Regions from separate parts of the Sus scrofa genome. Here region 2 is linked to region 1. A link is a contact called in public Hi-C data. All regions are on one chromosome and are shown on one strand. The core of a region is the stretch at or near the end of the contact, and the rest is flanking DNA. Distances in the headings are between cores, read along the strand shown. Region 1 overlaps PDLIM1 (PDZ and LIM domain 1). Region 2 holds the start of PDLIM1 (PDZ and LIM domain 1).

Region 1 (3,119 bases), core at 244-2,743:
GTGGTTATTTCAGCCTGGTCTGTAGTAAAGGTTAAAGAATGTCACGGTCACCAGGATGCAGTCACCTCCGAGGGTGAGAGCCTGAGTGCCTCAGGCTGTGAAGACTCTTGGATACCGAACCTGAGAGCGGAGGTGCATATCAAAGGAATGATTTCAGAGAGCTCAGGCCTCTTTTGTTCCTGCTCCCGGCCCTTTGTGGCAAAAACTCCTATATATTCTAGCTCCACCCTCATCTCCTGGGAGCGGTTCCTTGGGGCTGCCTCCCTGTGCTGTTGTCTCCTGGGCTTAAGTCCTAATTTCACCCCACATAAAAATTAACTCTCAACGCTCAGGTTGTGGATTTTTTTCGTTGACACAGGCAATATGTTTGGAAAGGGAAGCAAAATAGGGCCTTTCTGCTTTTTGTAATTATGAGAATTAACATACGTCTTTTCTCTCAAAGGAAGTCTTGTGAGTCCATTTTGTTCCTGCTTCGCCTGAGACACCCTCCTCCACCCCCCCTTCCCTCTTCTCCCAGTAAAAACTGTGTTCAAATTAGCCAACTGAGAAGAAGGTGCACCCTGATCTGACCAATGGGAAGGGGACAGCGATGTCACCTGCATTAGGGATAAATAGGGAGGGTCTTTTCTTCTTTGCCCTTCTGCAGAAGTAAAGAGCCTTGTCAAGACCTCCCCGCGTTCATGTGTCTCACTTTCTGACACTGACAATCCGAGCCCGAGTCATTTTAATTCTCCAACATAATGAATATGTACTCCAAAGGACATGAGTTTGAATAACCTTGTGTTTTATTATTAAAACGGTAAATATTTGGTTCTAAGTCAGATGAGAACCCTTTGAGCCAATCATGACACCGTCTGGTGCTTGAGTTTAAAATATCACTCTGGCCTCTGATGAGAAGTAAGACGGTGCTGGGGCTGAGGGTGGTGGCAGAGGGGCAAGTTAACAGAGGCTGTCAGCCCTGTTGGGTGGTGTGGCTGGGACAGGGGGTGGAGAGAAGGGTTGGGTCTCAGGACAGACTTTATAGGTAAAGCTGATAGGAGTCTCTCACTCTCCTCCTGCCAGACCAGGCAGCAAAGGGCCCTCCCCTGACCCCGGTGCTTGGTCCTGTCTGATTTTACAGCCCAGGGACAAAGGAAAGAGAGGAGAGGTCTTGCCACGCACCTGTTGACCTGCAGATTGGTTGGGGAAAGATGGGGTCTTCTGATATACTTGCTGGTTGGTTGGGGGTGTATATTGCCCTAGAGGGCCTGGGTGAGAAGTGGGCCACATACCTTCCTAGTAGGGGGTTGAGAGGGCCGGGTTGCTCAAAGAGGGGGAGGTGGCATTACAATGAGATGGTGGGGTGGTGATAAGGATAATTGCTGTCTTGGCCAGAGACTTTGAGTTCAACCTCCTTGAAGGGGTGATGAAGTCCAGCAGGGCCTCGGTCCCCTCCCTGACACGGAACCACACTTTACTGTTTACAAAGCTCTTGCCTTGCTCCTCCTGGCCACCAACCCTGCGAAGTGGTCAGGGCAGACACTGTTATCTCCATGTGGTAGGGAAGGAGACCCGAGAGCCTCACTGTGAGAGTGAGGAATTTAGAGAGACCGAGAAAGCACTTTGATGTCATCAGGAATGAAGATCATGGATTTCTGCTCTGGGGAGTGGACATGGCCTGTCCCCAGGGCCCCAGCTGTGTCCCTAGTGCTCAGGTTGTGGTTGGCATTTTCCCTCTTTGAAATTTTCTTTCAACATCATTTGTTTATGTAATTTAGAAAGAAGCACAGCATTCCCGGTCCATGGGACTAGGCCAAAAAGTAATGGAGTTCCTGAAACTATTTGGAAAAATAGTTTCATTGTCTGGAAGCAGCAGCTGGCTCTGCCTGCAGACACCTCACAGTGCTGGTGGGAGGTCTGTGGCCACGCTAAGAGAGGGCTTCTCTCGTGATCATGGGGGTCATCTCTCTCCTCCCTTTGAACCAGGGGTGTCTTGGCTTGGAAAGGGGTGCCTGGTGAATTTTCTTTTTCTTCTAACTTTTGGCATGTCCTGATAACTCGCAAACATTCTTTACAGCTTAGACCATTCTCAGCTTCCAAGCGGGCTCGTCATCGACAAAGAATCTGAAGTTTACAAGATGCTTCAGGAGAAACAGGAGTTAAATGAGCCTCCGAAACAGTCCACTTCGTTCCTGGTTTTGCAGGAAATCCTGGAGTCTGAGGAAAAAGGTAAACAGCCCTGTGTGTGGTCAGAGGCTCTGGTTCAAGGCCGGGGGTGAGGGGCTGTCATTGCTGAAGCAAAGGTGAGTACAGCCCCAGGAGGTGGAAGGAACCACTTGCTCTGGAAGGCCCGGCTCTTGAAATGCAAAAGCTCTTTAAGGAAGGCGCTGGAGAAGGGGAGGGGGGAATGAGTGGGCTCCCAGCCCCACATGGGGTAGCTGTTTCTTGTCCTAGGAGCCCAGGGAGGCTGAGGGCAGGGTGTGCTGACCCTTGTGGGATTCTGATGGTCTGTCCCTTGGCCACCATGCTTCTGTAGTGGTTTGCACGTGTGAGTGGGTGGAAGGCTGTGGCTTGGGACAAGCAGAATGAAAATGAACAGCAAGCAGAGTGAAATGAGTGAGCATCACAGTGAAGCCAGGTGCTGGGCTTCATCTTGGGGCCACATGCTTGTTCTTGCTCTTGGCTGAGTGGCCTCCTGAGAGCCCACAATTGGGTCGTATCTCTTCTTCCTGCCCCTCCCACCCACCTCCCTGGTGTGAACTTAGGCAGGTCTCTGAACTGTTCTAGGTCTCCTGCTCATTTGTCAACTGGAGATAAAAATCCTTTCCTCTACGAGCAAACGTTGTAAATTGCACAAAACACCCATCACTGTGATGGCACACAGTAGGTGCTTCATAACTCTTACGATGTTTGAAATCTCATCAAGAGGCTCCAGTCCAGACTTAGCTTGTCCACGTGTGATGCTCTAGGCGCCCAGGCCACCCATGTGGCTCTGCAGGTCTCAGGAGATAGTCTTTGCACTGTAGATTCATAGGCTGTGGGTTTATCATGATAATTTTCAGGTGGAGAGGAGCAAAGCTATCTGCATATGACAACAACAGTATATTATGTGAAATGTCTGGTGCATGGCTGTGTTGCAG
Region 2 (3,119 bases), core at 305-2,804, 38 kb before region 1:
CTGTGCACGAGGCTTCTGGGTAGGTAGGCCAGGATCACAAGGAGACAGAACACTCAGGCTCAGGTGGCAGGATAAATGAGAACAAAGAAAACTATGAAGAACCTGGATCCCAAAGGTCATAAGGTTGGCCAATGTACTGCATTCATTAAATATCATGTACCAGGCACTATTCTTAGGCACTGGGATACGGAAGTGACCTAAACAGATAAAAACACCTACCCTCTTGAAACTAATGCTTAGGGGTGAGTGGGGCAGGGGATGTGGGAGGAGGATAAATGAAATATTGAGTATGTCTGATGGTGATAAACACAATGGGAAAATAAAAGCAGGAGAAGATGACAGGGTGTTCTAGAGAGGTTTTAAATAGAGTCTCAGAGATGGCCTGAGATTATGACATCTGAACAAAGGGGGAGTCTTAGGATGGCTGAGAGAAAAGCATTCCAGAGGGCCTGATCAAAGCCCTGAGGCAGTAGCAACAAGGACAGTGTGGGCTGGGAAGCAGCAGAAGGAGATGAGATCAGAGAGGGAGTTGGGGCCATTTCGTGGGTGCCCCTACAAGCATTTTAGGGATTTCAACTTGACTTAGAGTGAAGTAGGGGACCCAGGGGACAAGGAGACGTGGTCTGATTTGCCTTGGAGTATGTACTCCAGGGAGAGGCGGGCAAAGCCCAGTGAGGAGGCTAGTGGCAGGCTGGGAACCCAGGTCCTCGGACTTAACCCAGTTCCCTTTCCGGCTCTGCCCCGCGTCAGACACGAGGTCTCATTTGTTGGGAAGGTCAGAACCGACAGCGAATACAAGCCGGGAGGAAAGGTTTCTAGGAAGGTTTTGAAGTCCACTTGTAACTTCCAGCGATGGTCTCATTAGCATTAGAAAAGTTCCAGTGTGGGGTTCTTTAGCTCGGGGAACCTGGGCAACAGTCCAGTTACACCGTTGCCAGAGCTCCGTGGCCTCAGGCAAGTCTTCTAATCTCAGGCCGACCCAGTTAACTCATCTGTAAAATGGGGCTATAAATGCCCTGACTGCTTCAGATTTTCAAATAAGACCACTCGAAAAGCACCTTTAACATGTAATTGTCGTTTACAAAAAAGCAAATATGAAAAATGGAGCTGACCTCAAAGGGCTGACTTTGCACAGCACTTCTAAACTCGTTTTAAAACGCGAAGCTTTGTCTCCTCCGCGGTCGCCCGAACCTGCCGGCCTCTCACCTGGCGCCTGCGGCGGGGCTGGGAGCGCAGCCGGGTGGCAGGTGGGAAGGCAGGGAGGTGGCGCTGGGGGCCGGGGCGGGGCTGCTGAGATCTCGAGCCCCCACTCCTCCCCTGACCCGACCCCGGGCTTTCTCTGCCTAACTCCCGGCGGGAGCCCTCGGCGGGCACGCGGGGCGGGGTGCGGCTGCGGGCCGCGGGAGGGAGGACGGGCTGGGCGGGCGGCCGGCGACGCGACCTGGGCGGAGCCGCCGCCGCCCTCCTCCCGCCCAGCTCCCGCCCGCCCCAGGCTCCCGGGGCCCAAGCCGCGCGCTCTTTTTCCGACAGCTGCCGGGGAGCCCAGCGCGCCGTTCTGCCTCCTGCCAGGTCTGTCCGCTCGGGTCGCCGCCCGCCGTCACCGCGCCATGACCACCCAGCAAATTGTTCTCCAGGGCCCGGGGCCGTGGGGCTTCCGTCTCGTGGGGGGCAAGGACTTCGAGCAGCCTCTCGCCATCTCTCGGGTAAGAGCAGCCGGCGACGCGAGGGGAGCAGGGCCATCCCAGGCTGGGGAGTGGCGTGTCCTGGAGGGGACCTGGGGCGGCGGGGGCCCGGCAGGCGCTGGCGGAGACGGCGGTTTTGGGAGCCTGGGACCGAGCCGGGACTGCCGGGCGCATCCAGGTGCGCCAGGTGCGCCAAGCGCTTTCCGCGCGCCTTGGGCCCGCGGCTCTCGCCGCCCTTGCCTAACGCCGCGCTCTAGGGCGAGCCTGCCGGCTGCAGAGCATCTACTTACCTCGTTCGCGGGAAAGAAGGGGGCAGTTTTCGTTCTTCGCCCCGGAAGCATGGCCGGTGTGTGGATGCGCTTTGTCAGCCGGCGAGGGGCGGAGAGATCCAGGGGCCGAGGATCTCCGCAGATGCCGCACGCTGGGAGATAGCACTTCCCCGTTCTTCAGAAGCCGCAGAGTGGCAGAAAGTAGTTTGAAGTAGCAGGAACGACCTGGAAAATGAAGTGGAATGGGTGGGCTAGTGATATTAACTTTAAATACAGCAATCGAAACAACTAGTTTCTTACTCTTTGGACTTGATCCATGAGCAGGTTTCACCTCTCTAATGTCTTTTGGAGAAATGGTGGGATTTTTGGAAAAAAACCAACCCGAATAAAAACCTTGTTGGATAGTCTACTCCTTTTCGGGATTATTAATCGATCAGCCCTTTTCCCCCAGGGGTGGGGTTCCCACCTTGTGTGGGTGCGTCTGAGGGAAGTTGGTGCTTGAAAAATTTTTGGAAGGCCCTCCTCTGTTTGGAAGGGCCCAGGTTCAGTCAGAGATGACCAGATCCATCACTCCTAAATAAAGCAGAAACCCAAGGGAGACCCAGGCTCAGTGTTTCCAGGCCCAGGCTTTGATCATCTAATCTGGGCTAAAGGGAAGTTTAATGCCCCACCGAGAGTTGCCACATTCACTGTGACACCTAGAGAGGGGCTAAGAAATATTGAAAGAAAGGAGCAAACAGCCCTCTGGTGTCCACACCTTGCTAGGCCGCTCATTTCATTCTTAGGCTTATCCTCTTGCTGAAGGTGACCCTAGACCTGCCTTCCCAGCCATTTGAACATTCTTTTTTCTTGGAGTAGGAAGGTAGAGAGGGAAGGGGAAGATCCCTAAGGGTCTTTTTGACTTAAGTCCCTGCCTCCAGCCCCTGAAAGAATATGGTGAGAGGTGCAGGAGGAAAAGAGCTGGGGCCTCCTCTTCGGTTTTTCTCCAGCGATGGCCCCAACTGCATTTCCTTCCAGGTGGGCTTAGTGGTGTGATGGGGTCTTCTGTGACCATCCCGCTCCCAAAAGGGGCAGGTACTTCAGTTCCTAGGCCCTATCTTCTCCCCATCTTTCACCTGCTGTCCCATGGGGACCTCTTTGATTATTCTTGCAGGTACACAATGTCTTC

Evidence for each region. A called contact is a pair of places that touch in the nucleus more often than the background predicts.
Region 2: a contact with region 1 is called in a Hi-C map of retroperitoneal adipose tissue, with 2.1 times the contacts expected there. The contact joins the promoter of PDLIM1 here to the enhancer-like site in region 1. A contact is called at or near these places in 13 of 47 Hi-C or Micro-C datasets (alveolar macrophages, embryonic fibroblasts, fibroblasts and 5 more) and 2 of 2 datasets of contacts at active chromatin or transcription factors (alveolar macrophages and skeletal muscle).

What each region holds. Positions count from the first base shown.
Region 1 is chr14:106,753,750-106,756,868 of Sscrofa11.1, reverse strand. PDLIM1 (PDZ and LIM domain 1) reads left to right here. Exons shown (of 7, transcript NM_001315778.1): 5 at 2,057-2,208. Among named protein-coding and RNA genes, the nearest start is that of PDLIM1, 38 kb to the left of the region's middle. Within about 2 kb of position 1,493, at least 19 of the 83 cell types and tissues checked have an H3K27ac peak or open chromatin away from gene starts, as enhancers often do. A contact at or near this core is called in retroperitoneal adipose tissue, where this site is marked.
Region 2 is chr14:106,792,041-106,795,159 of Sscrofa11.1, reverse strand. PDLIM1 (PDZ and LIM domain 1) reads left to right here and starts at 1,554. Exons shown (of 7, transcript NM_001315778.1): 1 at 1,554-1,703. The coding sequence starts at 1,608.